Regions from separate parts of the Mus musculus genome. Here regions 1, 2, 4, 5 and 6 are each linked to region 3. The links are chromatin contacts, called in public ChIA-PET, Hi-C, HiChIP or PLAC-seq and promoter capture Hi-C maps. All regions are on one chromosome and are shown on one strand. The core of a region is the stretch at or near the end of the contact, and the rest is flanking DNA. Distances in the headings are between cores, read along the strand shown. Region 1 has its middle 11 kb from the start of 1700018A23Rik. Region 2 overlaps Cracr2a (calcium release activated channel regulator 2A). Region 3 holds the start of 9330179D12Rik (RIKEN cDNA 9330179D12 gene). Region 4 has its middle 47 kb from the start of Parp11. Region 5 has its middle 38 kb from the start of Cracr2a. Region 6 has its middle 30 kb from the start of Gm34148.

Evidence for each region. Promoter capture Hi-C pulls out the DNA fragments that hold promoters and counts their contacts. Hi-C and Micro-C count contacts between places; a contact is called where the count stands out from the background. ChIA-PET counts read pairs in DNA pulled down with a chosen protein or histone mark. HiChIP or PLAC-seq counts read pairs in DNA pulled down with a chosen protein or histone mark.
Region 1: an RNA polymerase II ChIA-PET map of memory CD8 T cells shows a contact between it and region 3, with 99 read pairs. The contact joins the enhancer-like site here to the promoter of 9330179D12Rik in region 3. A contact is called at or near these places in 2 of 39 promoter capture datasets (embryonic stem cells and stem cell-derived epiblast-like cells), 2 of 484 Hi-C or Micro-C datasets (CD4 T cells and embryonic stem cells), 2 of 115 datasets of contacts at active chromatin or transcription factors (embryonic stem cells and memory CD8 T cells) and 1 of 9 other capture datasets (embryonic stem cells).
Region 2: a contact with region 3 is called in a promoter capture Hi-C map of trophoblast stem cells, with 4 times the contacts expected there. The contact joins the enhancer-like site here to the promoter of 9330179D12Rik in region 3. A contact is called at or near these places in 3 of 39 promoter capture datasets (pre-B cells, stem cell-derived epiblast-like cells and trophoblast stem cells), 1 of 484 Hi-C or Micro-C datasets (embryonic stem cells) and 1 of 115 datasets of contacts at active chromatin or transcription factors (pancreatic cancer cells).
Region 4: a Hi-C map of granulosa cells shows a contact between it and region 3, with 4 times the contacts expected there. The contact joins the enhancer-like site here to the promoter of 9330179D12Rik in region 3. A contact is called at or near these places in 8 of 39 promoter capture datasets (the C10 cell line, the HPC-7 cell line, cranial neural crest and 4 more), 2 of 484 Hi-C or Micro-C datasets (Sertoli cells and granulosa cells), 9 of 115 datasets of contacts at active chromatin or transcription factors (astrocytes, embryonic basal ganglia, embryonic forebrain and 6 more) and 3 of 9 other capture datasets (adipose tissue, embryonic stem cells and liver).
Region 5: a contact with region 3 is called in a promoter capture Hi-C map of hematopoietic stem and progenitor cells. The contact joins the enhancer-like site here to the promoter of 9330179D12Rik in region 3. A contact is called at or near these places in 6 of 39 promoter capture datasets (the C10 cell line, hematopoietic stem and progenitor cells, liver and 2 more), 2 of 484 Hi-C or Micro-C datasets (pre-megakaryocyte-erythroid progenitors and stem cell-derived neural progenitor cells), 2 of 115 datasets of contacts at active chromatin or transcription factors (T-cell acute lymphoblastic leukemia and large pre-B cells) and 1 of 9 other capture datasets (pancreatic islet).
Region 6: a contact with region 3 is called in an H3K4me3 HiChIP or PLAC-seq map of embryonic basal ganglia, with 4 times the contacts expected there. The contact joins the enhancer-like site here to the promoter of 9330179D12Rik in region 3. A contact is called at or near these places in 15 of 39 promoter capture datasets (the 3T3-L1 cell line, the C10 cell line, the HPC-7 cell line and 10 more), 2 of 484 Hi-C or Micro-C datasets (bone marrow-derived macrophages and cerebral cortex), 21 of 115 datasets of contacts at active chromatin or transcription factors (the 230-238 cell line, T-cell acute lymphoblastic leukemia, VIP interneurons and 17 more) and 4 of 9 other capture datasets (adipose tissue, embryonic stem cells, liver and 1 more).

What each region holds. Positions count from the first base shown.
Region 1 is chr6:126,808,804-126,812,936 of GRCm38.p6, reverse strand. It overlaps the pseudogene Gm29788. Among named protein-coding and RNA genes, the nearest start is that of 1700018A23Rik, 11 kb to the left of the region's middle. Within about 2 kb of position 1,251, at least 25 of the 459 cell types and tissues checked have an H3K27ac peak or open chromatin away from gene starts, as enhancers often do. A contact at or near this core is called in memory CD8 T cells, where this site is marked.
Region 2 is chr6:127,629,820-127,634,438 of GRCm38.p6, reverse strand. Cracr2a (calcium release activated channel regulator 2A) reads right to left here. Exons shown (of 19, transcript NM_001368877.1): 8 at 4,605-4,619; 9 at 2,452-2,639. Among named protein-coding and RNA genes, the nearest start is that of Cracr2a, 71 kb to the right of the region's middle. Within about 2 kb of position 1,513, at least 4 of the 459 cell types and tissues checked have an H3K27ac peak or open chromatin away from gene starts, as enhancers often do. A contact at or near this core is called in trophoblast stem cells, where this site is marked.
Region 3 is chr6:127,147,838-127,151,953 of GRCm38.p6, reverse strand. It overlaps 9330179D12Rik (RIKEN cDNA 9330179D12 gene), which reads right to left and starts at 2,565. Exons shown (of 3, transcript NR_040274.1): 1 at 2,391-2,565. Ccnd2 (cyclin D2) reads left to right here and starts at 906. Exons shown (of 5, transcript NM_009829.3): 1 at 906-1,372; 2 at 3,075-3,290. The coding sequence starts at 1,181.
Region 4 is chr6:127,498,445-127,502,649 of GRCm38.p6, reverse strand. It overlaps a transcript of Parp11 not described here. Among named protein-coding and RNA genes, the nearest start is that of Parp11, 47 kb to the right of the region's middle. Within about 2 kb of position 2,324, at least 18 of the 459 cell types and tissues checked have an H3K27ac peak or open chromatin away from gene starts, as enhancers often do. A contact at or near this core is called in Sertoli cells and granulosa cells, where this site is marked.
Region 5 is chr6:127,521,023-127,525,292 of GRCm38.p6, reverse strand. No RefSeq gene overlaps it. Among named protein-coding and RNA genes, the nearest start is that of Cracr2a, 38 kb to the left of the region's middle. Within about 2 kb of position 2,757, at least 30 of the 459 cell types and tissues checked have an H3K27ac peak or open chromatin away from gene starts, as enhancers often do. A contact at or near this core is called in hematopoietic stem and progenitor cells and pre-megakaryocyte-erythroid progenitors, where this site is marked.
Region 6 is chr6:127,416,567-127,421,034 of GRCm38.p6, reverse strand. No RefSeq gene overlaps it. Among named protein-coding and RNA genes, the nearest start is that of Gm34148, 30 kb to the left of the region's middle. Within about 2 kb of position 3,069, at least 16 of the 459 cell types and tissues checked have an H3K27ac peak or open chromatin away from gene starts, as enhancers often do. A contact at or near this core is called in VIP interneurons, embryonic basal ganglia and embryonic forebrain, where this site is marked.

The sequences.
Region 1 (4,133 bases), core at 2-2,501, 340 kb after region 3:
CCATCAACCATATTGAGTGCTCCGTTGCATTTCCTAATTTGCAGCGTCTACAAATACATGCGGTTAGGATACAATCCAGTTCTGTACAAAGATCCTTTCTCTTTTGTTGCTGTGGTGGAGGGATATGGCTGAGCCCCTTGACTTTCGTGGGAGGGAGCATCCTTAAGCTGAGGAATCCTCTTACTGGCAATCATACATACCTTAGGATTTCTTCTTGGGTTGTACTGTCTGGTGTCTCCTCTCCTGGCTGAAGCCATCCAAACACTCATGTCTGTGCCATACACAGAATTCAACACTATGATACCTACCTGCAACCAATCCAGACAAACAGTAAAGTTATTTCTGGGATACAGGAAAACTGTCTGCGGGCTATCTGCCCTAAACCAGAAACCACAGCACAAAGAAGCATGCTTAAACAATCTCAGGACTTGGGAGGCTGAGGCAAGGGGATTGTCAGAAGGTTGAGGCCAGCCTGGGCTACAAAGTGAGTTCCAAGCCAGCTGTGAGTCTAAACGAAAGGAAAACCCCAAACAGAATATAAAATACAAACCTTCAGAACTGGGAGTGGTGGCTCACACCTATAATCCCAGCTCTAGGAAAGTAGATGCAGATGTAGCTCAAGATCAGCTTCTACTACATATCAAGGTCAAGGCCAGCCCAGGCTACCTGCTACCCTGTGTCTAAAGGCAAACTCCCAAAGAATCCACTGAGGATGTTCCAGACGCATCAGGCCCAAGAGGCCGCGCTACGAGGACAGAGTGCTTAGTAGACAGACTTTTCAAATGGGGACGTGGGCTAACTCTGAGATGCCTCTAGGGGCTTTTAGAAACGCTTACGGAGATCTTGCACAGCATGGATTCCTGTAACAGATCCCTTAATACAGTATTTTGAAATGCCCATGTTATTTGGGCTGTAAGTGGCCCATGATGGTGGTTAGGTCAGTTAGGTCTCCTATTTAGAGAGCACAGGAACCTAAGTCATGTTTAAACTCCTCCACCTCCCATTATTATTGGTCTATTTTTAATTTTCAGTTGTTTTAGGGGTGGGGATAGAGCCCAAGGCCTGGTGCAGGACAAGCAAGCAGCCATCACTGAGGTACCCAGCCCTAGCCAGAATTTTATAAGCAACTTTTTTGTATAACACTTTGTCTTTCAGAATGTCTTTCTTTTTTAAAAAACATAAAACCACAGTGATGACAATATCTTATGTTTCCTGAATGTGCCGAGCCTTTGACAAGGTTGGCTCGCACCTCATAACCACACTGCAGAGGAAATGGTTGATTTGTTTCACTTTTTGAAAACAAGGTTTCACTGTATAGTCCCAGATAACCCCGAACTTGTGGCAGTCATCCTGCCTCAGCCTCTCGAGTGCCAGGATTCAGGGAAAACCTCACTGTGCCTAGCTTGTTTGCCTGTTTATTGTAGCACTAGGGCTCCAACCTAGGCCCTTGCCCATGCTAGGCAAACACAAACCACTGAGCTATATCCCAAATCCTAGTCGGTGTTATAAACTCTCATTTTATAGATAAGAAAAATAGTTCAGAGAGGTAAACTAAATTGCTTTAGTTTCCCTAACTAGTGAGTAATGAACTTAATTTCTTAAACAACCCATACCCTTTCCAGCACTCTCTGGATGCCTGTGGTGGTCTAATCTATAGACCAGAGTTACCATAATTAACCTATCAATCACTACAAATTATTTCATTAATACGCTTATGGTTGTGACATCTAGGGATGTTGGTGGTAGTGATTATAGCACTTTGAATACTAATGGCTCAAATAGGGTTTTGAGTATCTTGTTACCAGTTGGTGGAACTATTTGGGAGGGATTGGAGGCTGTAGCGCTGCTGTTGGAGGAGCTGTGTCTCAGGGGTTGATCTTTGAGGTTTCAAGAGATTTGTGGGATTCGCAGTGCACTCGTGTAGCTGCCAGCGACCACGGGGTACTGAGTTCCTGAAAGCAAAGATGGGGGTTTGGATGGGAAAGGCTTCGAGAGAAATAAGGAGCCAAGACAAAGTTCTCTGATCAAGGCCAATGTTGACTTATGAGTGTGAGCTTATAAAGGGGTGGGGACCACCCATCCCCCACCAGGCCAGCATCTCATTGCTTTGTCAGGATCACATCAGGAAGACAGGTTCAGTCTCTCAGCAGTAGTGGCATCTTGGAGGAAACCACAGATGTGGCAGGACAATAGACTTTACCTAGGTTGGAAGACTCCACCCTAGATGGGCTAGCTGGCTGTGGCAAGCTAGGTTTGAGGCAGCCTGCTCAAGGCTGGGGGAAGAACACACACTTCCAGCAATGGGACAAGGGGCTCTCAGAGGCTCAGCAGAGAGAGGCCCAGGACTTATTCCTCGAGTTGGTTCGCAACGTGTTCTTCAGTAACTAGTTGCCCTGTAACCGCAGCATCCTTGACACCCGTGATGCCAGGGAGTACCCTTTTATATTGATATGTGGCGGTTACCCTTTAGTCATTAGCTGATGGCTGGTTCCTTGTTTTCAGGTCTGGGCTACTGTGAATAACGCTGTCATGTTTTGCCTTTTATTTTATTTGTTATTGTTATTATTATTATTATTTGTTTTTTTCGAGACAGGGTTTCTCTGTGTAGCCCTGGCTCTCCTGGAACTCATGCTGTAGACCAGGCTGGCCTTGAACTCAGAAATCCGCCTGCCTCTATCTCCCAAGTGCAGGGATTAAAGGTGTGCACCACCACGCCTGGCCTTATGTTTTGCCTTTTAATGAATTGGAGTTAGGGTTTGATATACACGTACTAATACACAAACATGAAGGTTAAGGGGGAAAGAGGCAACCGAGACACACCCCAAAGCATGGGTGTGGTCTCAAGGAGGGTTGTTTCCTGTGCAAGGCCATATGAGAACAAATGGAGGTCTTCATTTTGTAGACGTTGTAGCAGAGTTGCTGTGTTGTATGGTAACTCTGTTTTTAGCCTTTTGAGGGCCTGCCCGCCTGTTTCCTAAATGGGGCTACATAATTAGTTATATTCTGTCCCACAGGGTTGAGCAGATTCTTGTTGCTTGCCTTTTGTTTTTGAAGGAGAACCAGGAAATCAAGGCGTTATGTTCTGAGCTACATAGATCTCTGCCTCCAAGAGTTGGTGATTACTGGGGCGGACCACCCTGCCTGGCAGAAGCCAGGTCTGGTTTGGGCGTTGAACCCAGGGCCTTGTGAATGTACAAAAGCATGCCACCAATGATGGGTAATCCCAGGCTCCTGGGATTTGTCCACATATTCGCCAACACGTTATTGTGTGTGTGTTGAGCTATTAACTTATTGGTTGTGAGATGAATCTCATTGTGGTTTTTTTTTTATTTTATTATCTAAAATTTTAGACCTAATGATGTTGAACATCTTTTTATGTACTCATTACTCATTTGCATGTCTTTTTCCAGGAGTGTCTACTTGAGCATATTATTTTTTGTTATTGAATTGCAACTTCCATTCTTCCTTCCTTCCCCGCCCCTCCACTCCCCCTCCCTCCTTGAGCTGGCTTCCAGAACTGAGTAAAAACCTGCGGGAGGGGAGGAGAAACGGAGTAGGTTCAGCAGCCCCTGCTCTGCTTCCTGGTCTGTGGCGTGTGGGAGTCCCAGTCACTTGTCCCTGCTGTCACAACCTCTGCTGTGCCCTGCCATGATGGACGGACCCTCCTGGACCCTGAGCACAGATGAACCTTGCTTCCCCTAAGTCGCCTCTGCTGGATACCTTGTCATATCAGTGAGAAAGGTTTGTAATACAACCAGAGGCTCCACAAAGGTGGATATTAAAAATACAAAATCGGGCTGGCGAGATGGCTCAGTGGTTAAGAGCACTGACTGCTCTTCCGAAGGTCCTGAGTTCAATTCCCAGCAACCACATGGTGGCTCACAACCATCCGTAATGAGATCTGATGCCTTCTTCTGGAGTGTCTGAAGACAGCTATGGTACTTACATATAATAAAATAAATAAATCTAAAAAAAAAAATACAAAATCGACAACCATTTTAATTTTTAAGCGTGGATTGAGATTTCCTTCCAGAGTGGCAGATCGCTGAAGCATCTTTCTCTTCCAAAACAAAACCATCTGCCTGGAGAAAATGATACACCAGGCAACATTTTCAGCAATCGTCTCAAGGATA
Region 2 (4,619 bases), core at 264-2,763, 480 kb before region 3:
CCCCCACCCCCACCCCCATCTCCTGTCCCAGCAGCTCTGAAGCAATATCACACCATGAGGTATGCAGGAACACTGATAGGAAGGTTTGGGCCCTGGCCTGGCCTGATCTTGCTATGTGACTTCTCTGAGCTCCTGACTTTCCTTTGTGAAAAAGGCAAAAGCTTTATGGTGCTGTCAGTGGTATTGGTCTGAGACTCCATTCTCCAGAAAATGAATCACGACCCTTGCTGTCCCCTCCCCCGGCTTCCCTGGGTGAGAGGGTTCTCTTGGACCCATCATCATAACATACTCCAAGCTCCTAAACATGTGCGCCCCATCTCTCATTTCCTCCTCATTCCCTTGCCTCCGACTTTTCAGAGACTGCATCTCTGGCTTCATTAATGAAGATAAGACTTGGGAAGGTTTCTGATTCCCTGAGCTGAGCAGCGAGATGCTTGGTGGAAGTGTTTGCTCCCCTTCGCAGTCTTGCCGTGTTGCAAGCTTGGTTGGATTTGAAGTACCTGAATCCCTAACTCTGCCATAAAGCTAGACGCCTATGCCTTGGTGCTCTGCTCTCAGGGAGGAGGAATAGACTTGGCTTGTTTAGGATGGAACGCATGGGCCGGAGGACTAGACATCCAAAGCCTTGGTGGGTGGGCTGGGCTTCCTTCTAAGTCTTCAGAGTTTTTACAATGGGAGATATTTTACTAGGGTGACACTCCCAGGCCCAACACACAGTACTCCTCTCATCCAGGCTGTCCATTTCAAATGGCTCTGACTCCACGGGGAGAGGAATGGGGAAGAGGGGGAGAGAAGGCATTTGGATATATCCTACATACTAGTATTTTCCAGCATGAAGATAAAATTAGGGCTTTCATTCTACACAAAGGCACTTAGGGTGTGCAAAGCCTTTACTGCTGGTCAAGCCTACCATCCCATGCCCTGAAGTCTGACTGTTGGTACACTTGGTGTCTTTTGAGCATACAATGACCCCTGGAGGAATGGATATGGTCATGGGTGAAGAAGTGAAGAGTGAAGGAAGTGGGTACTGGTCCCGCCCACAAATGGGTGGTGATTGGCAGGCTCTTTCCTCTTGGGGTATTACTAGGGTATGTGCAGCATTTACCTTCTGGGAGTTTCCTTGTCTTGCCCACCAATCAGATGGACACTGCAGCAACCACACAAGGACACGGTGTGATCACATGAGATGATCAAGTGAGGTGTGTTGAGGACTCAAGGTACCTAGCTAGCATTGAATACTTTGCAATGCCTAATTGTCAGGTAAGGACATCAATGAGTACATGGATAGATGGACAGCCAGATAAATGAGTCCCTTTGCCTCATCTCAGAGCCCTTTGCTCTGTCCCCGAAGCTGAAGGGCTGCTCTGTCATTGCCCTCTCCAGCTGCAGGCGAAGACCCATTCGCTTTGCTCTTAGACCTCACACAATGGCTGGCCACTAAGAGCAGTGAGCAGGAGATGTAGGATTACCCCCTGAGGGCTCAGAGGGTTTCTCTCTGAGAAACACTGTAAGAAAAAATGGCTAGGAATCGAGTCATGATTCCGGAGCCCTGTCACACACCAGTCATTTCACGAGCTTACCTCAGAAGCCCTTCCACTCTGATTTACCTGAGGCCCCTGGCCTCTAGCCTTCCACAGGTACTGAGGGCCCTCTACCCTTTCAATCTTTGTTCAGTCTGCTTCCTTCTGTGTGGGTAGAATAGCAGATCTGTCTAACAGGGGACCAGGGCTGTGATAACTAATCTTGGTTACTCAGAAAGAGGGAACTTTAGTTGAAGAATTGCCTCCAAAAGATTGGCCTGTGGGCATGTCTGTGAGTCATTTTCCTGATTCTCAACAGATGTATAAGGGCCCAGTCCACTGTGGGCAGGATCACCCCCTAGGCAGATGAGCCTGGGTTTTTTAAGAAACACAGTTGAGCATGAGCTATAAAAGGCAGAAAACAACAGTCGTCTGTGGTCTCTGGATTAGTTCCTGCCATCAGGGTTTCTTCATTGACTTCCTGCTTTGGCTTCTCCTGATGATAGATTGAAACCTATAAGCCAATAAATCTTTTCCGCTCACAGGTTGGTCTTGGTTAGTGTTTTAGTACAGCAACAGAAAGCAACTGGGTCAAGGGCTATTTCTTGTGAACATCCTGCTATGCCTAGCACAGCGCTGCTTTGCTTAGTAATCGCAGATCCTCGAAGAGGGTCAAGTGTAGGAGCAGCAGGAGTGTGTGTGTGTGTGTGTGGGGGGGGTGGTCATGCCTATCACCCTAGAGGTCAAGGCCAAGGTGGGATACATAGTGAGGCTTGAAGAAGGGAAGGAAAGAAGAGAAAGAGGGGAAGGGCAATCTCTGGAAGTAAGGAGCCCAACTCTCCACCTCATACACAGGCCAGGGAACATCTCTGGGAGGGGAAATCCCAGTTCCCAACACAAAGCACTGCACCCTGACTGGGGCTGGACTCACATCTCCTTCTCCTGCTGCAGCTCGCAGGCCTCTCTCTGGAGGCTCTCCAGCTGCTGCTGGGCCTCCTGGAGTTGGTGGGAGGTGCGCTCCAACTCCCGGGCCAGCTCCTGGTTAGTGAGTCTCAGCTTGCTGTTCTCAGCCTTGGTTTCGTGCTTGTCGTTGTGTAGAGCTGCACACTGGCCTTCCAGCTACAAAGAGGGGACAGAGAGGAAGGATAGACAGGGACAGGGCCATCGCTGGCTCGGCCCCATTCTGCCTTCAAACTCAAGTTAGCGCTGCTTTGCTCTGTCACTCCCATGTAGACATTTCTGCAGGCAGGACAGACTTTCATAACACAGTCTGTCCTTCCTGTCTCCACCTGGGACTTCTAGACAGGCCTTGGATGACCTTGTACTATAGGATTGTTAGTAGTGAAAATTCCACGTATCTTCCCTCCCAAAGGCACCATGGGCTAGAGACCTCATCTAAGTCCCTTTTGTCCTCCAAGCCAATGTCATTGCCTGGATTCCTGATGGGGTCAGAGAGCAGGCAAGTGGCTGTTCATCATAACGCCACCTTCCCTGTGGAGAACACAGATAGGGAATATATTCATTCCCATTTTTTTCTCTCAGCCACAGGAGCCCAGTTCCATTCATCTAAGAGACAGCTTTGCTTGACTGCCTCTGACCTTGGAGATTCTTAACCTTAGATATTTCCAAGCCAGGTCAAACAGACCCTATGCCTTTTCTTGCATCCCTAAAGTGACTTTGAAAATATGGACTTTGAGAACTTCAGCTCTTCTGGGCTGGTGAGTAGGCTTTATGGAGCTTCCAACCCTTACCAGACAAAGCACCACACCAAGGCAAATAGATCCTAATAAATTTAGTTTCATGAATGTGGCCAGTGAGGAGAGGAAGGCAGCAACAAGGAATGCCGTGAGCCTCTCACGAGGCTCCTGTGTTATCAGGCAAGCGTGTGGTAATTAAATGGAGTGGCAATCACTCATTTGAGGGATAAATTTAATTGCTATGAATTTAATGCGTGTGCGAGAGGAAGCTTAGTGAGGCAAGGCCCTTGTGGACAGAGGACGGAAAGACGGCAGGTTGATTCCCAGGGTTTGCAACCTCTAGACAGTTAGACCCAAAGCTTAGCGATCAGCAGGGGCAGCATCTCCAGCCTTAGCCAGGGGGTCTTCAAGCTTATGCTCACATGTAGCTACAAACAGCTTCTCTGTTCCAAGATGAGCCAAGTGTCTGGGTCTGTCAGGGACTGGATTCCTTCCAGGGAATAGGCAAACTGAGATTGGAGGCCAGTGCTCTCATGGCCTCTCTCCTCCGTGAGCTCTTGCTTTGCTGAAGAGACCGCCGAGCAAGGCACTTGGCCTGGCAACTTGGTACCACAAGCCAGGTGTCCTCGGCTCCAGGCATAGTTGCTGCTCTGCAGAGTAAACCATGCAGTCTGTTTCTCTGCTCTGGCATTGAGGGGCAAGTGACCAGTGTTTGCATCTAACCTGTGTCCCAGAGATGGTCATGCACCCTGTCCATGCCTGTGGGCAGTTCTTTGAAGAGCCTTTTCCAGCTGTGGGGTGTCTTCAGCTATGCCAAAGAGGACAAATATGTCTGCACACCCCCTGAAACATCAGTGACTTCACAAGTATCTCTGTACTTCCTCTTTTCTTCTGCAGGATGCCTAAGCCAACTTCAAGGCTTAGCAGACATTATTACCTTTGGGTGTAATTATGTGAAGCTGCCCTCAGATCCCTAGGGGTTGGGTGATTCATAGGGACTATCAGGACTTCCCTAAAGCCACCCAACTGTGGCTCTAAATGGGGCCATCTATGATTTTTGTTGTAAATTGAAATCTTAAAATATTTAAAGGTATTTTTAGCATTTTGAGACAGGGTCTCATTATTATAAAGCTCAGGCTGCACACTGCACTATATCCACAGGGCTGTCCCGGAACTCAAAATCCTCCTGCCTCAGCCTTCCCAGTGATGCTATTACATGCATGTGTTGATACATCCACCTTGTGGGGACTTTAAATGAAGACACATGCACACACACAGGTCTTCTCAGGGCAAGTTAAAAATCCATGGACGAATGGTGGAGGGCGTGAGGCAGAGGCAAGCTGAGTTGGAAGAGCTGAGGGCCCACGATGTCTCCACAGTAGCCTACCTTCCTCTGCTTCTG
Region 3 (4,116 bases), core at 1,316-3,815:
CCTCTCCCCCTCCCTGGCCCCTCCCGAGCCATTTCCTAGAAAGCTGTATCAATGTGGCCACGCTCCGCGCAGACACCTAGGGCGGCTTGTCAGCAGATGCAGGGGCGAGGAAGCGGGTTTTTCCTGCGTGGCCGAGGCCCGCGGAGGAACCGCTGCTAGCCCTGCCCCCGGTCTGGGGCCGCTCTGAGAGGCTGGCCGCGTTGCCCAATGGCGCCCCCAAGAACAGAAAGGTTTCTGCAGGAGGGTCATATTCTACTAGGCTTAAGAAGCACCCCTTTCTCCAACATCCACCCCTTCCTCCTCTTCCTCTCCACGCACGTGGCTCGGGGCGGACAACAGCTTGAAAGTTATCAGGAGTCTAAGCTTGAGGGGCATAACCTTTATCCCTGGTTTGGCGAGGTTGCAATTTTCTCAAATAAGCCTTTCCTTGTTCCTCATTTAGGGGTCTACTTCTAAGTTATCTGAACTCATCCACATGGTAAATCTATCTACCTGAATCTTGAATAATGGGCTGTTTTTCTGATCACATTGCAAGCCTCCGAAGTTAGAGAGCACACACGTACACACCCTTTATGCCCCCATGGTATGCCTACAGAATGTCAGAAAGGATAATCAATAGGAATCCATGGGGTTTGTGGGTTCCCCTATCCGAGGCCCCTAGCATGCGGGGCTGGATGGGGAGAGGGCCTCGGAGAAGTAGGGAGAGGGGTTGGGGGTGGGGAGCGGGGATCGTGTTTGAAGTTTGGTCAGGCCAGCTGCTGTGCTCCTTAATAACAAGAGGGAAGGGGGGGGGGAGAGGGAGGGAAAGATTGAAAGGAGGGGAGGGACGCTAGAGGAGGGGAGGAAAGGGGGAGGAGGAACCTGAGAGGGGGAGGAGATCTAACTGCCCTTCCAGCTTGCGTCACTGCCTGAGCGAGAGAGGAGAGCGAGCTGAGGAGAGCCGGGCAGTTCGGAGGGAAGGACCGGTGCGAGTCAGGCGGCCCTTGAGGCTCCGCTCGCCCACCTTCCACTCTTCTCTCTCTCTCTCCCTCTCTCTCTTTGCCATTTCTTTCCTCTCCCAAATCTCCCATTCAGCCAAAGGAAGGAGGTAAGGGAAGCACTCCCCGACCCCCCCGCACCTCCAAAAAATAATAATAATAAAAAAAATTTACAGTCGGGACCGAGTGGTGGCCGGCTGGCTATGGAGCTGCTGTGCTGCGAGGTGGACCCGGTCCGCAGGGCCGTGCCGGACCGCAACCTGCTGGAAGACCGCGTTCTGCAGAACCTGTTGACCATCGAGGAGCGCTACCTCCCGCAGTGTTCCTATTTCAAGTGCGTGCAGAAGGACATCCAACCGTACATGCGCAGGATGGTGGCCACCTGGATGCTAGAGGTAGGTGTGCGGGCGACGCTCTCAGGGAGAGGCAAGCCCAGCCGCTCCATCCCTACCTCCAACACGCAGAGATCCTAAAAACTGCGGGAGAACTACCCCTGCGCTGGCCTCCCCCGCTCGTGCGCGAGGTAGCCCCGCACCCTTGGGCGAGACGCTAATTCTGTCCCTTGCTAGATTAACTAGTGGAGGAAAACTTGGGTGAGTGAGGATGTCCTCCCCCCCCCGGGGGGTTGGCATCCCGCGCGTGTGCCTGCATGTGGCTTCCTCGTCTTCCCATCTCCATTTCTGACCTGTGGTGTGGAAGCAACCCCGGCTGCCTTCAGTGAGGCCCCAGAGGGTGTTGCGACCTAACAATCCATACCAACATATAAAGAGCCCCCCCCCGCCCCCGACTCTCAGGGTTGGGGCAAACCGTCTGAGCCTTAGGACTCCGCGTTGGCACTTTGGCAGGAGGTGGGGGTGGGGGAGAAACAGGGAATTCAGGAGAGCCCCGGAAGTCATACTGAAAAAAACGTGCGTTTAGGGCAATCTGAAAGAACCGCTGCTTTAGCCTTGCTTGCAATCTTTGCCGAGAGAGCAGGGTGCCCACGTATGCACAGCTCTGGACCTGCCGTGGTTTCGCCATGTTGCTTTGCAAACTCCATTTACAAGGACTGGCAACATTCGCCGGCGCCCCCACCCCCTCTCAGCACCCCATGATCCTGGGCACCCTCTTTCTGATCGTGCCCTCTTCCCCAGCCCTCGGTTCACCAAGGTTACTTACAGTTTGGCTGCTTCTTGAGCGCGCAGATTTGGGTGGGGTAGGAAGCGGGGGAGGAGGTGTGTAGAGCAGGCTAGGGGGCACCCCCAAATGAGAGGTCAGAGTCCCGCATGCCTCCTGGAGGGGGGTTCCCTGGTTTCGTCTCACCCAACCCCCAGCAGGCACAGCCTTCCTAGCTACTGCCCTTGTGGGCCGCAGCCGAACACTCCGCAAGTTTCCCCCACTGAGATCTAGAGCCCCTGGGGTGGAGATACCGACCTTACGGACACCCGAAACCTCTTTTCCAGGGAGCCTGGGACCTCTCTGGGGTTTTCAGGCCCACAGAGCGTTTCTAGGATTTTCCCTCGATTTTTAATAATTTTTTGAAACTGCTCCCCCCTGCTCCGACTCCAACTGCGGCGGCCGGCCGAGGCGCGCTTCCTCCTCCTCCCTCCCCCTCTCTCCTCCACCCACCCACCGAACAGCGGCCCCTGGACCGCCGAGACCACCCTGGACATTTTTTTCAATTGTCGGGAATGGTAGAATAGGATCTGAGGATCCGAACGAGACCAAGAAGTAGACTTTCGGAGCTTCCAGAATATTTTTATTGATTTTTTGAAAAGATGACGAAATCCAAAAAAGAGTGAGTTGGTGTGCTGAGAAGTGAGCCAGAGGGAACGGCAGGCGGCGGCGGCTCTGGGCTTTGCCTTGGGGTTTGTGGAGGTTTTAGTTCATCACCTTTTTCAGCTTTGCGGGAATACCCGAACCCCAGGAGCCCTTCGGATTTACCCCACCGTTCTCATCTCTATTCTTACTATCCTTTCTACTCTCCTCCCCCTCCCCACACACACATAAAAAATTCTTTTTGTTATCTCAGATTATGCTTTTATTTTTCTTTTCCCTCTGTTTCTGATACTAATTTTTCCCTATCCCCCTCGGACCCTACCCCACTCTTGATTGTAGGTCTGTGAGGAACAAAAGTGTGAAGAAGAGGTCTTTCCTCTGGCCATGAATTACCTGGACCGTTTCTTGGCTGGAGTCCCGACTCCTAAGACCCATCTTCAGCTCCTGGGTGCAGTGTGCATGTTCCTAGCTTCCAAGCTGAAAGAGACCATCCCGCTGACTGCGGAAAAGCTGTGCATTTACACCGACAACTCTGTGAAGCCCCAGGAGCTGCTGGTAATGCCGCCCTCCCTGCTCCTGACTCTGCCCTTCCCCATCACACTAAGGCCGCCACACTAACCAAGACTGTAAGAAAAAAAAAAAAGATGTCCTTTAGTAGGAGAGAGCTAGTCTTCCCACATCAGGGAGTGAGCAAAGCTATCAGTGCCTCATGGAAATTCATGAGGGTGAAATTCTGTTGTGTGTGTGGGTGGGGGGGGGGCATAAATAGAATATTCTAGTTAATGATGTTATAATTAAGGTCCAGATTTCCACTGAACCCTGAGAACACGGTCTGATTTCTCACATTCTAGTTTGTGTTGTTTCCCAAGACCCTGGAGGTGTAACAGGTAATGTCTTAAAGACCAATAAAGTCTCATGGACAAACATAGTAGCTGATCACTAAGTACCAACAAAGCACTAAGTATGAACATATTAACTTGGATGCAAAATCAACATCTGCCTTTCTATTGGTGGATCTGAAGCATGAGAGTTCAGCTCCAAAAGGCACAGTGACCTGGATACAGTCCCCAGGGGGTCCTGTCTTGGTTTTCTCCCAACCATCTACCTTTTTTTTTCTCATGCACTTCCCCCTACCCCCATGTTAATGCCACACACTGAAGGTTCTGCAGCTCTCTTTTACAGTGGTTTGCACACCTTGCACTGGTGAAAGAAGACCACCCCCTCTATCGACTCCCTCCCCCTTGCTGCCATTGCCTGGGCCTGCTTAATCTCCTGGGCAAAGACTGGCTTCTTGAACTGAGCCCTTTGTGAGGAGCCGTCCTTTCTGGGTCTGTGCTGCCACCTAGTGGCAGACATGTGCAAGGCTGGGGGAGGAATTGCC
Region 4 (4,205 bases), core at 1,075-3,574, 350 kb before region 3:
TGTGACCCTTTAAAACTGTTCCTCACATTGTAGTGACCCACAACTATAAAATTGCTACTTCGCAACTGTAATGTTGCAACTGTTATGAATCATGCTGTAAATATCTGATATACAGGATAATTGATATGTGACCTCCTAAGGGGTTTTGACCCACAGGTAGAAAACTGCTGGTGTAGACAGTGTCCTGCAAGAAAGCGTCCCAAGATGCCTTCTTTAATGTTTCACATGGATAAAATGAACCCAAACAGTCAAGCCAGCCAGAAAATGTAATCGTGTCAATTTGTGTGCCTAATTAAGATGTCCTTTTTGGGTTGGAGAGATGTCTCAGTGGTTAAGAGTCCTTGCTACTCTATAGGGGGAGCTATCAAATTGGGTTGTTCACAACCACCTGTAATTCCACCTCCAGCTGGTCAGATGGTCTCTTCTGGCCTGTGGAGCACCTGGATATGAATGGCATACACAAGCCCCATCTCTCTCTCTCTCTCTCTCTCTCTCTCTCTCTCTCTCTCTCTCTCTCTCTCTCTCTCACACACACACACACACACACACACACACACAGACACACACACACACACACACACACACACACACACACACACGGGCATGGGCACATGCATGTGTACACACAAGTATATGCACACAATTTTTAAAAAACTAATTGAAAAAAATTCTTTCTTGAAAAATAAAGGGTTCTTTTGAGAAGCCTGTAACAAGAGTAGGCAAGATAGCACAATTGGCCTCTGTCATCATGCTGGTTAGGGGTGTTGGCTTTGTTTTTACTAACAACACAAACTAGAGTCACCTGGGAAGAGGAAACGCCATTTGGAAAGTTGCTTCCATTACTTTGGCCTGTAGGCAAGTCAGTGGGACATTTTCTTGATAAATGGAACCAGCTGGATTAGGAACCAGCCCATTGGGGGTATTGCCACCCACGGGTAGGTGGTCTAACCTTGGAACAAGCCAGTAAGCAGCACTCCTTCAAGGCCTCTGCTTCAATTCCTGCCTCCAGGTTCCTGCCTGCCTACCTGCCTGCCTACCTGCCTGCCTACCTGCCTGCCTGCCTGCCTGCCTGGAGTTCCTAGCCTGACTTCTCTGTGATGGAGTATGGCCAGAGACTTGTAAGATGAAATAAACCCTTTCCTCCCTGAGTCTCTTTTGAGCAATGTATTATCACAGTAACAGGAAGCAAAGGCGGACTTGGGTCTGAGCATTGAAACACACGAGGAAAGAGACTACAGATCCAGGAAGGAATCCACTTTAACTCAGTGTGGTCCTCAGCAGGCGGGACCTTCTGTCCTGAGGAAAATCCAGACACAGGACTCTCTGTGGAAAGCCAAGCAAGGCATAGGAACTAGTGACTACACACCCTCTGATTCTTGCCTACTTTACTGGAGTTACTTCCAGGTAGAATTCCTATTGACATGTTCTGTATTTCGTGCCGTATTAGTCTGTGGAAGATAGAGTGCTTTGTGGAATGAATGAACATACTCACTTAGGACTCCATGTCGGGAGAAAGACAGCTGAAATAAAAGATATGTAGGGAAAGAAAAACCAAGACAAAAACAAAAAATCCCTGACATTTGGACATGGCCTGGCCCTCACGGCTAAGCTCAACCAGACACCCTTAACCAGAAAGCACCCAGTCAGACAAGGTCACTGAGCCCATGAGGAGTGGAGACAAGGCAAGGCCACTATTTGACTTTGTCTAAGCAGACAAAAATGAGGTCATTGTGCCACCCACTGAATGAAAATATTAAATATCCACTCTTAACAATGACAGCTCATCTGGAGTCAGTCTTCAGAGATGACGTTTAAGGCATACCAAACCCTACTCTCTGATAGTATCCAATCTAACTCCAATCTCAGCTCCTCAGACCAGCCACAAATAACAGGACCCACGTACAAGACCCATCCCCAAAGCTTCAGCATTCTCTTCTCTGGAACAACCACAGTGCTCTTGCTGTGTGGCCCCTTTGCGGTGGCTACTAGGAAGGCTGACTGGGTTAGCTTAGAGTCCATCCTGGTGGGATCTGGCAACAAGACACGACGAGACAAACAAATGTGAAAGTGGGCATAGAAAGCCTGCCCCTGACTCCAAGCACAGTCTGACTCCCATGGGAGCCCTGGCTGTTGGAGGGCTGATGTAGGTGCAGCCCCCTTCCTGAAGAGGAGCGTCTGTGACAGTGTCTCCCAATGACATATCCTAAGCCCTTCCAAGTGCTGTGCCACCCCATTTGCCGAGTCACCCTCTGGGGTTAGCACTGCACACGCCACTGCCATGCTGCAAAGAGACAGAGGCTCGGGAGGCTCAGTGACCTCCCCAAGGCCAAGCAGCTGCAGGGTGGTACTGCCAGGAATCCACCTACGCATGACTCCTGAGTCTCGGTTTTGATAAACAGTTTGCAATGCAGAAGCAAGGCATGTTTGTCGGAGGCAGAAAGGCACGACTGATGGCAGGAGACTGGTCCCAGACTCATCATCATCTTGATAGATCCCTTCTGCTGTCCCCAGATGCTCCTCAGTGCTCGTCCACCTTCCCTGGAGAACGAGTCCCCAGGCCAGGCTCATGCTGCTTTTAACAAACTCTCAAACATTTGATTTTACTAATAAAGACTCAGATGCTGGGGTGGAAGCCTGCTGGCTATGAGAGGCAGAGAAAGCACCCAGCTGACCTTCCTCCTCAGCCAACAAATGGAAAAGCAAGCTCTCCTCTTTCTCAAAACTCCTTTAAGCTGAACGCCCCTCCACCTCTACCCCCTGTGTGTCAATTAGTCCTCCCGACTCTCTTGCTCTCGACGGTTTTTTCTTAATAATCCTGTTTACTTCCTATCAACCGGTTGCTTGTTCTGCCTCTTGACCTATGGTTGTTGGCTTTGTTTAATCTTTTTTTTTTTTTGGCTTTATTTAATCTTGTTTACAATCAACAGAGAGCTCTTGGATTAAAGATGTGCTAAGGCTGAACCACACCACAACTGGAACTAAGTTTTTCCAGTAAATGACACAATCTCAGGGTTCACAGATCTCCTACAGGTTCAGAGCTTTGGGGTCAAGAAAGGTTGAGGGTTTTGAGTCAAAAAACCTTCTGGCTGCCTTCCCATCTCCACAGCCAAATGTCACTCCTCAGGGAGACTTTCTCTTAACTCCCCGGGACTCAGCTTCTTAGAACCTGTGGCTGTGACTCTAGATAGGGCTGCATGACTGAGTGTGAGGGTCGGGGCGGTATAAATGATTGTGACAGTCATGGAAAATTTGGTAGAAGGTTTCCAAACATGCAAGGACCAAAGAATAAGCTCAAAATCAAATGCATGACAAACCTGCTTTGGGCGCTCTGGACAGTGCTCACCTGTGCTGAAACATCCGGTGTCACCGTGTATCTCCTGTCCTGCACACGCTGCACCATACTTTGCAACATGCAATCAGATGTACTATGAAATGCTAGCGAGCGCTCACTGCCTGACGTACAGGCTCACACTTGAGGTGTACATCATGGTGCTTTCTCTTTCTCTCTCCTTTTTAAGTGATGTCACCTGTATGGGGGGTGTGCCTGGGTATATGCATAGGTACCATGCGTGTGCTGGCAGCCTCAGAGGCCAGAGACTGGAACTGAGAAGGTTGTGAGCTGCCATGTGAGTGCTGGAAACCAAACCCAGGTACTCTGGAAGAGCACTCAGTGTTCTTACCCACAAAGCCATCTATCTCTCCAGCCCCCTTTTCGGGAGCCCTTCTCCTCTCCTATGAACCCCATTATGTCGCACAAAGTGTCCCCGTATTGTATTTACAGAACCGTGAACTTTAAATGTTTTCATACTGCCATTGTTCAGCACGTAGGGCTCAGAGTGCTGTGTCTTTAGATTAGGTTGTGTTAGGCTTAATTTTAAATTTTGTTGTCTGAGTTACTGAGTTCATTAAAAGAAATCATTAAATGCATTTTGGCTTTGGATTCAGACAGAATTTCGAGCGGTTTCTGAAATGGCCCTAAACAGACTTCTGCCACTTTGTGCTACCCATCCAGGAAAAGTGGAATTCCCAGCACTGATGCTTGTCAAATCAAAATCAAAATATTGAGCAACTGAATACTGCTGAAGGTGCTCCACATCCTGTAGTATTTCGTATTCAGCCCAGATTCAGGTCCCTGTAAATGAGTGAATGAATGAACGAACGAATGAATAAATGCATTTTGTTAGTATGCATATTTGTTTTGTCTT
Region 5 (4,270 bases), core at 1,508-4,007, 370 kb before region 3:
CTCTCCTAGAGGGCCTTGGGGGTGCAAGAAAGACTTGTGTGTAGATGAGAGGTAGCACAGCCACACAATTGTAAACTGAGATGGAACAATTTTTCTCCTTTTCTTTCTTGAACTTCCAGGCATTGAAGTGTGCCTGACATTGGGTGAATTAAATATTCTACACTTGATCTTAGTCAAAAGGCTGAGGAGTGATGAATTAAATATTCTAGACATGGCAATTATAGAAAACAGAAGCTGAAAGCCCTGTGAAACAGGAGAAAATTTCATTGCATAGGGCAAAATGAATATGAACTTTTAAAAAAATGTCTGATCCCACAGGATACATTGATACACGCAGACACGTGATATTAGATACCCATTGAAGTGAAGATGTATAACATGTCTGATATACATGTTATCATATATATATATATACTCAAGTTGTCTGTGGATTCTACGTATTCACAGTCTGATATTAACACTTGTAATAACACGAGGAAGGGCGCAGGGAACCTTCAGTGTTAGATGTAGGCATAAGTAGATAACATGGGAGAACATGAGTCACAGTTGAGATACTCAGCTACTAAATTCCCCAGAGGCGGGAGAAGCAAGCAAACCTGAAGGGTCTTGAGCTCAAGATATGGCCCTCTCAGAACTGAAGCAGCATGCGCCCTCTAGTGGGTGCAATGGTGTGCTTACAAATAGGATTAGCACATAGTGCCTGCGAGCCAGGATCTTCCCTATGCCCAACTCCCGGGTCTTTATCTCTTTAATACACAGGACTGTACTCAGAAATGCCTAAACAGGATACCGTTACAAGTATCGCACACAAAACACTTTATTCCTCCCTCCTTTGTCAATTCTTTGAACTATTTTCTTTTGGTCCCTTCTTTCAGCACTACTGGTAAGGATGCCACAATTGGGTTATCATTACATGTTGTCATCTATTCTGATACTCATAGAGCCTGCCAGGCCCCAGACCTGGTGTTGAAACTATGTCTTGAGTACTCTTTGCAGCTTTGGAAAAGACGTTTTTGACTGATGAAGAGACTAGGGTGGAGAGAAGCCACCCAGGCAGCTATTGCTACAGAAAAGACTGAAACCCAGGTTGCCTGGCTTCGGGTCCAGACTCCCAACCTTAATGCCCAGAGCACAGGCCTTATCCTTAAAGATTGTCAATGTTGGATGAATATATGCCCAGAGTTGGTTATCTTTGCAAAGTGGGTGCTCTCTCCTGCCACATCAACCCTCAACCATGGGAGATGGCAGTGGCAGTGGCAGTAAAGGTGAGAGAGACAGACCTACAGCCACCAGCAGCCTGAGGAGTCCCCTTCCCATCACGTCTCCAAGATGGCCCAGGTGTGAATCACAGCCACTGAGTTTATTAAGCATTTAGACAGAAGTACCAGAGGGGCCCAAGCATCCTCTCCGATGGCTGTATGTGATCCTGTGGCTTCCTGAGTTGCATCCCTTAAAGGGTATCATCTATAAGGTTGAAAGACTAAGCAAAATACAAAGCAAAACAATTTTTTTAAATGTAAAATATATGAAAAATTTTTTTTTTTTTTTTTTTTTTTTTTTTTTTTTTTTTTTTTTTTTTTTTACTTTATGTGCATGGGTGTCTTGCCTGCATGTATGTTTGTGTACCACATTCACGCAGTGCCCGAGGAGACCAGAAGAAGAGGGTGTTAGATGCCCTGAAACTGGAGTTACAGATGGTTGTGAGCCATGTGAATGTTGGGAGTCAAATCTGGATCCTCTGGAAGATCATTCAGTGCTCTTAACCCCTGAACCATTTCTCCAGCCTCTTCCTTTTTTTAATCTTAAAATGTTCCTTTGTGAATGGAATTGTTAAGGTGGCTTTATGGGGCACACTGGATTTAGGCTGGAGAGAGGAGCACTAACATGGGAAGACTCGAGATTGCACACAGTTTGCCCACAGAAGCACAGGCCACTTGTTGTCTTCAGCATCCTTGCTTGAGATGCCGTTATATAGTCACATTAAAAATCACCCGTCAGCTGGAGAGATGGCTCAGCAGTTAAGGGCACTCATTGACTGCTCTTCCAGAGGTCCTGAGTTCAATTCCCAGCTCACAACCATCTGTAATGGGATCTGATGCCCTCTTCTGGTGAGTCTGAAGACAGTATCAGTATACTCATATACATTATGAGTAAATAAAATCTAAAAAAAAAATTTTTTTAATTACACATTATCTCTGTGGGCAATTTTGGCTTTCTTAGTTGTGTTGAATACTCAGTAAGACAGGCAAACTAGATCCCAGGGCAAGGGGCTTCTTTTCCATCTCATGTCTCCGTAGTTTCTGTCTTTCTATTCTGCTACAGGGAAGGGATGAGTAAGAGCAAAATCAGCCTGCATTGCCGTTTCCCCTCCCCACTGCCCACCCTGAGGAATAATGGGATAATATTCTCAGGCTTTGTCATAACCAAACTTCAACTGAAGATTGCCTCAGTGTTATTGGAACCAAGAAAATGATACACAAATTACAGCCTCCTTTTCCAATGAAAGACACCACACCTTTAGGGAGAGAACTGACTACTTTCTATAAAAAGAAACCTCGAGTTTGGAGGAAGGCAGGAGATTCACGGGGAGAACTCATCACAGAAGGCCCTGGGCACCGTGCACTTAGAGTTGAAGTATTGCCAGTTCTGATATAGCATCTAAAAACACTAGAGCCTTCGTCCTCCATGACCTGGGTCTGGTCAAAATCTCCCCACGAGGGGAGGAAAGGGAGGTTAATGATGTAAGGTAAGAGCAAACAGAAACGGAAGAAGGGGAAATGGCTTGTCAGAGTGTGGTGATGACAGAGCGCTCCCACTCCCAGCTGCACATATCCCAGAAAGCGGATGAAAATTAACTCTTTGAACAGATGAAAAGCAGGGTCCGAGTGCCACTGAAGCTTCTGGAACCCGGCAATGTGCACCCTAGTAGTCAATGGGGGACCACTTTGCACCCTGCAGGCTGCAAGTAGTAGCCAGGAGACAGGCATGGGCTTCAGGATACCACGGCAGGTTTTTAAAAAAGACACATTTGGTGTGGTGTGTGTGTGTGTGTGTGTGTGTGTGTGTGTGTGTGTGTGGGTGTGCGTGCACCACAGAGAAGGTGTTGGATCCCCTCGTGCCTGGTGTGGGCGCTGGAATGGAACTCTGGTCCCCTGCACTCTTCTAAGCACTGAGGTCTCTCTCCAGCCCCGGGACTGAGTTCATTGTAGGAGGAATGCTCAGCTCTTCACACATCAATTTATGTCTCTTTTATTCTAGTTAGCAGAGCTTACAAGTCTCTTGGAGACTTATGTGCCTGTGTTCTTCTTTTGCCACTCCTCATGTGTATAGATATTCCTGCATGAGAGCACTCACAGGTGCTGGACTCTGGGAAGACATAGACTTATATCATGATTAGCTTGTTAACCTTGGACTTACCACATTCTAAGCTTTCGTTTGCTTGCTGTGACTGAGTGATGATGTTAAATGCATGGCCAGGGTAAGGGGAGATCATTGGTGAGACACTAGTGATCACTATCCCATCAGTACAGAATTCATCTTCAGGTATGATTTTTGAAGTATGCACTTCCACAGAAAAGCAACATGGTTTGACAACAACATAAGGTGAGCAGGGAATGTCAATGTGTGAGCAGGCAGAGACCTTCTGGGTTGCCCTAGGTAGGGAGGTGCTTAGAGGTGAGAAAAGGAAGGTAAGGTAGGAGGGCTCAGGTGGACAACACTCATCGGCTCATTCACTCTAAATAACCTTTCTTTTGAGTCTACTATGTACAAAGTTACGGGCTTGTGAGGGAGATAAGGTATGAAACCACCTTGAAGAAGTCTCTTGGAAAGGCTTACCTAAGGACAAGCACGGGTGTACCCGGGACGAGAGGAGCAACAAGAGTGCCTTCTGCTGCACACGGCCCTGGCAGGCTGCCTCAGCACCAGCCTGCTTTTTTGCTGTTGAAGTTACCCAAGCGATTACAAGGTTTCCTGTGGCCATCAATTCTGGGTTTAAAGCTACAGTAGGCATTTCTTTCTGGAGTCTAACTAAAACATCTTGTGTTGCAAAATGCTCTTCCATGGCCCATCATCTATGGTCCCCATGTTTTCCATAAGTGCAGTCGACTGCAGTATGGGAAATAGTAAGATGGAATATTGGAACTAGATAAAATATTTCACAAATAATTCATGAATTTTAAAGTGTCAACATCCCTGAGGTGGCCAAGGAAGCCTCACAATGTGCTCTTCTGCCTTGCCTGGGATGTGTGAGCGAATCCCCATCATATAT
Region 6 (4,468 bases), core at 1,820-4,319, 270 kb before region 3:
CAGAAGAGAGTGTTAAATCCATTGGAACTGGAGTCACAGAGAGTTGTGAGCCTCCACCTAAATGCTGGGTATTGAACCTGGGTCCTCTGCAGAAGCAGCTAATATCTTAATCACTGAGCCATCTCTCCAGCCCCAGCTGCTGCTCAGGAATCTTAAAAGTCCTGCCATCTTGTTCTCCTTTTTATTTTGAATGAGCCATTCTCCAGGGCTTTCCCTCAGCTGCTTCCAAGGCCCGAACAAAGGATGTTATATTCACACCCTCATTCCATCTTTGGACCAGGTTCTCTTCATCATCCCCCAGGTTTAATCTTGTCCAGAGTCATTTGCTCATCCATCTTACTTCTATCTGGAAGGACAGAAGGTTTTCAAATCTGGAAAACCTGCTTCCTTTGTATTTACAATATTCAGTTTGAGCTATCCCCCTGCTTCAAGTTCTACTACATCAAGGAGCAGCCAGAGCCCCATGTAACCCCAGAGATCTTCTTATCTACATCACCTTGTCTGCTAGAGGCTGCTTCTACTTCCCACACGACTGCAGGAAAGGTTGTTGCCAAACTTGCTGCCACCCCATACTGGATCTTCCTCTTTCTAAGTCCCAGAAACATCTTCTTCACAGGTTTCTTCAGTGTGTGATAGAAAGTCATCTTAAGACCTCAGGTATCTGCCAACAGTCTCTGTGAGCCTGCTCCAGTCCGGCTCTGAAATGTGTCCCCACAGGCTCATGGGTTTGAAAACCTGGTTCCCAGCTGGTGGTGTGTTGGGGGAAGTTGTGGGGCCAGGCTGGTGGAAGTAGACCACTGAGGGTGGGCCTTTGGGGGTTATCACCTTGTCTAGCTTCTAGCCTCATGTTCTCCCATCTTCCACCCAGATGTGAACTTGCTCAGCTGCAACTCCCACTGCTGTGGATGAAGCTGACCCTGCCTCCATTCTTTCCTGATATGATGAACTTTGAAACTGAAACTGTCAGCCACATCAAGCCTTCCTCCCTTCAGTTGCTTCAGTTGAGCACTTTGTCACCATGACAAGAAAAGTCGCTGATGTACAGAGCATTATGTACTTCCACTAATATTTCCTCACGGCTTCTGCCAACACTGCTCCAAAGGCTCTGCTGTTATCTTTAGACTATTATGGCAGCACCCCATTTGCCCCCTCAGTTCCTGCACCCCTTACTTTAGACTGCACCCCTTTACATCTCCAGTGCCTGACTGCCAAACCTGCTTTTGGTCTCAGCTCACAACTTTTACCTCATCTTTATCCCTTTGAAGCTACCCCATATGCTTGGGCTTGCTTCTGCATTAACACTGTTCACACCAGGGTGTCATTCCCAACCAAAGAAAGAAACCAGCTCTGGAAGAGAGATCCTATTAATTAGCATCTGGTATACCTTATGCAGTTTCTGTAAGGAAGATGTGGGAAGGGAATCTATAGGATGGCTGGGAAGATGAATGGGTGGGTGGGTAGGTGGATGGATGGATGGATGGATGGATGGATGGATGGATGGATGGATGGTGGATTGGTGGGTGGATGGGTGGATAAATGGATGAGTGTGTGGGTGCCCTCCTAGTGTCAAGCAAAGGACCACCAGGAAGGATCCAGTGAGGGAGAAGAGTTTGATACAAATGTAGGGCATGATAAAATACAGAAATGAGAAGAAAGCACAGTTGCAAAGTATTTGGTTCAAACAAATGTTCACCTTGGCTAGGATCAGTGCCTTCTGCTTCATGGATAAACACACAGGGCTCCTGATGCTATATCTGAGAAAAACGGGGAGGGAGGGAGGGAGGGAGGGAGGGAGGGAGGGAGGGAGGGCAGGCATAGCAGCATCTCTAAGGACTCATTCACCTCCCCCTCCAGGACAACATACCTGGACCTCAGATGTCTCCCTTTCACACCCTCTACTGCATCTCTAAATCTTCTTAACGGATCTGTTCCCAAGATTTCTCTCTTGCCCTACCATCTCTTCTTCCTTACCTACTTCTGCCTCACCATATCTTATAACAGCCACCCATCTTCCCATGTCCATGTGTCCATATCCCAGAGATATATGTTGTCCACTTGTCCAGATCCCCCCATTAAAGGTGCATTACACCTCCCTTTCTGTGTGTGGAGTGGGGGAGGGACAGGGCAGAGGTAGTTATGAGAGCGCTTGCTTCACATGCATGAAGCCCTGGCTTCTAACCACAGCACTGCCTAGAATCCCAAAATTTGGGAGAATGAAGCAGAAGGATAAGGGGTTCAAGGTCATCTTTGACCACTTATTGAGTGAGGCCAGCCTGGGCTACATGAAATCCTGTGTCAACAAACAGATAAACAAACAAACCCCTAGGCTGTGAATTGCATGTCCCCTGACTACCCATAGGACTCAAACCCTCTAGTGTCACATCCTGAAGCTCCTGTGTGGTCAGCATATGCTCTGGGGAGGGTCTTATCCATACAGACAGAGAGGATGGTGTAGAGAACCCAGCCAATGCCCCCATTCTCCCTCGGCAGCCGCTGCCTCTAGGCTCCCTCAGAATAGACAGCATCCTCAGAGCTGGAAGGCACCATCAAGGATTTCATCTGTTTATTTGCAATTAAAAAGCACAAGGCCTCCCTTTGGATGAACTGGTTAGAGAGGTTCAATGCCTTACAGATACCTTGATGCCTTCATCAGCCTCTACTCTGGGCAAGGTGACTGCCTAGCTATGAAAGGGTTATATTTATTTTTGTAGAATGGAAAACTCATTGCTGGACATGGAGTTCCTCGTTTTGATTTGTTTTCTTTGGAAGTGGCGGTGGCAGTGGCGGCAGAGCCCCAAGCTGGGTCATTAACATGGCATCGACAGCAACAAAGACCTTCACAGCCGCTGCCTGTAAACCGTGGATCAAGTTCAAGCATTTATTCTGTTTGAGGCCTCCCAGTGTCTATAAAAGCCCAGCACGATTATATGATCAGTGTCAAGACCCACTTTCCCCTCTTTGTGCTCTGGGATGCGTTTCCTTTGCCCTGTCCCTCCGTGTTGCCACCGCAGCTGCTGTGGCTTTAATAGCAACCCAAGGCACAGACTATTGGAGTGTTCCTTGGGCTTTGTTTTAAACATGGTTTTTGCTTGTGTTAACTACCGCCTGGCTCTCTGACACCCGTGAATGGGGCTATGCAGGGCTGTCAATCAACAACAATAATAATGCCATCTGGGTTTGAATAATACTAATGAGAAGAAGACGAAGAAGGGTACTGAGCATTTACATAGCACCTTTGTCCCAGAAGCTCAGAGGGCGTTCGAGATAATCATTTATTCAATGCTCCCAGCTCTGCTGGGCGGTAGATATTATGATCCCACCACAGGAGACTGAGACACAGAGAGGGCAAGTGGCTGGCCTCAAGGTCACACAGTAAGTCAGAGACGACACACTTCTTAGTCATTGTGAGCCTCTGAGCATTGGTCCTATGGTGTCACATTGCACTGTAATTTTCTGTGTGTCTGTTTTGTGAAATGACCTGTTTGATTTTATAGAGTGGAAAAGAAAAAAATGTTCTGGGGTGAAGCGCAGGCTCAAAGATCCTTAGTATAACAGAAAAGTCTATCTAATTTAGGGACAAGGAAGCTGTGTCACCCCAAGAGGTGTATATGCCATATAGAGGATGGGAATAAAGTCAAAACCATAAATATTAGGAGAGAGAGAGTCTAGTAATGTAGGAGAGAACCAGGCTAATCACAGACCCAAAATGCTCAGGGAAGGCAATTCAGAAGAACTTGTCCTGCAATTTTACTCAGAATGTTCTTGTTTGCTTTAAAAACTCCACGCTGTCGCTTGCAGATTGTCTCTCCATTCTCAACAATCACCACCATCATCATACAACCATCAACAACACCACCATCATCACCATTGCCACTACGATCTCCATCATCATTGCTATCATCCTTCCCACCACCATCATCATCACTACCCATCATCACATCATCATCCTCCAATACACCATCATCACATCCCTACATCATCACTATCTTCACTGTCATCATCATCATTATTATTACCACCATCATCCCCACCATGGTTATCAGCATCAACATCATTATATTTATCTCTGTCACAATCACTATGGCTGTCATCATCACTGCCATCCTCCAAACCACCACAATCATTGTTTCACATTCTAGTTTGCTGTTTATCACTACAGGTGGCAGGGGAGCAGTCCCCAGGAAGTCACATAAGGATATGTAACTAAAATTCCTGGGACCTCTACTGTGTTCATGATGCTGTTAGCAACTACATTTATTCTTGCTTGCTCTGTGACCTGATTTCATTTCTCAACTCATTTTAAGCAATTTCACATGATAATGCATCCAACTGTTTTCCACAGCACCGGATAGGAACCTCTGTACAGAAGATACACTCTATTTTTACATATTATCTTGAACAAAATATTTTCCATATTTTATTGAAATAACGTTTGGGGCAAGGGGATCCACAAATGTGTTTGGAAAGA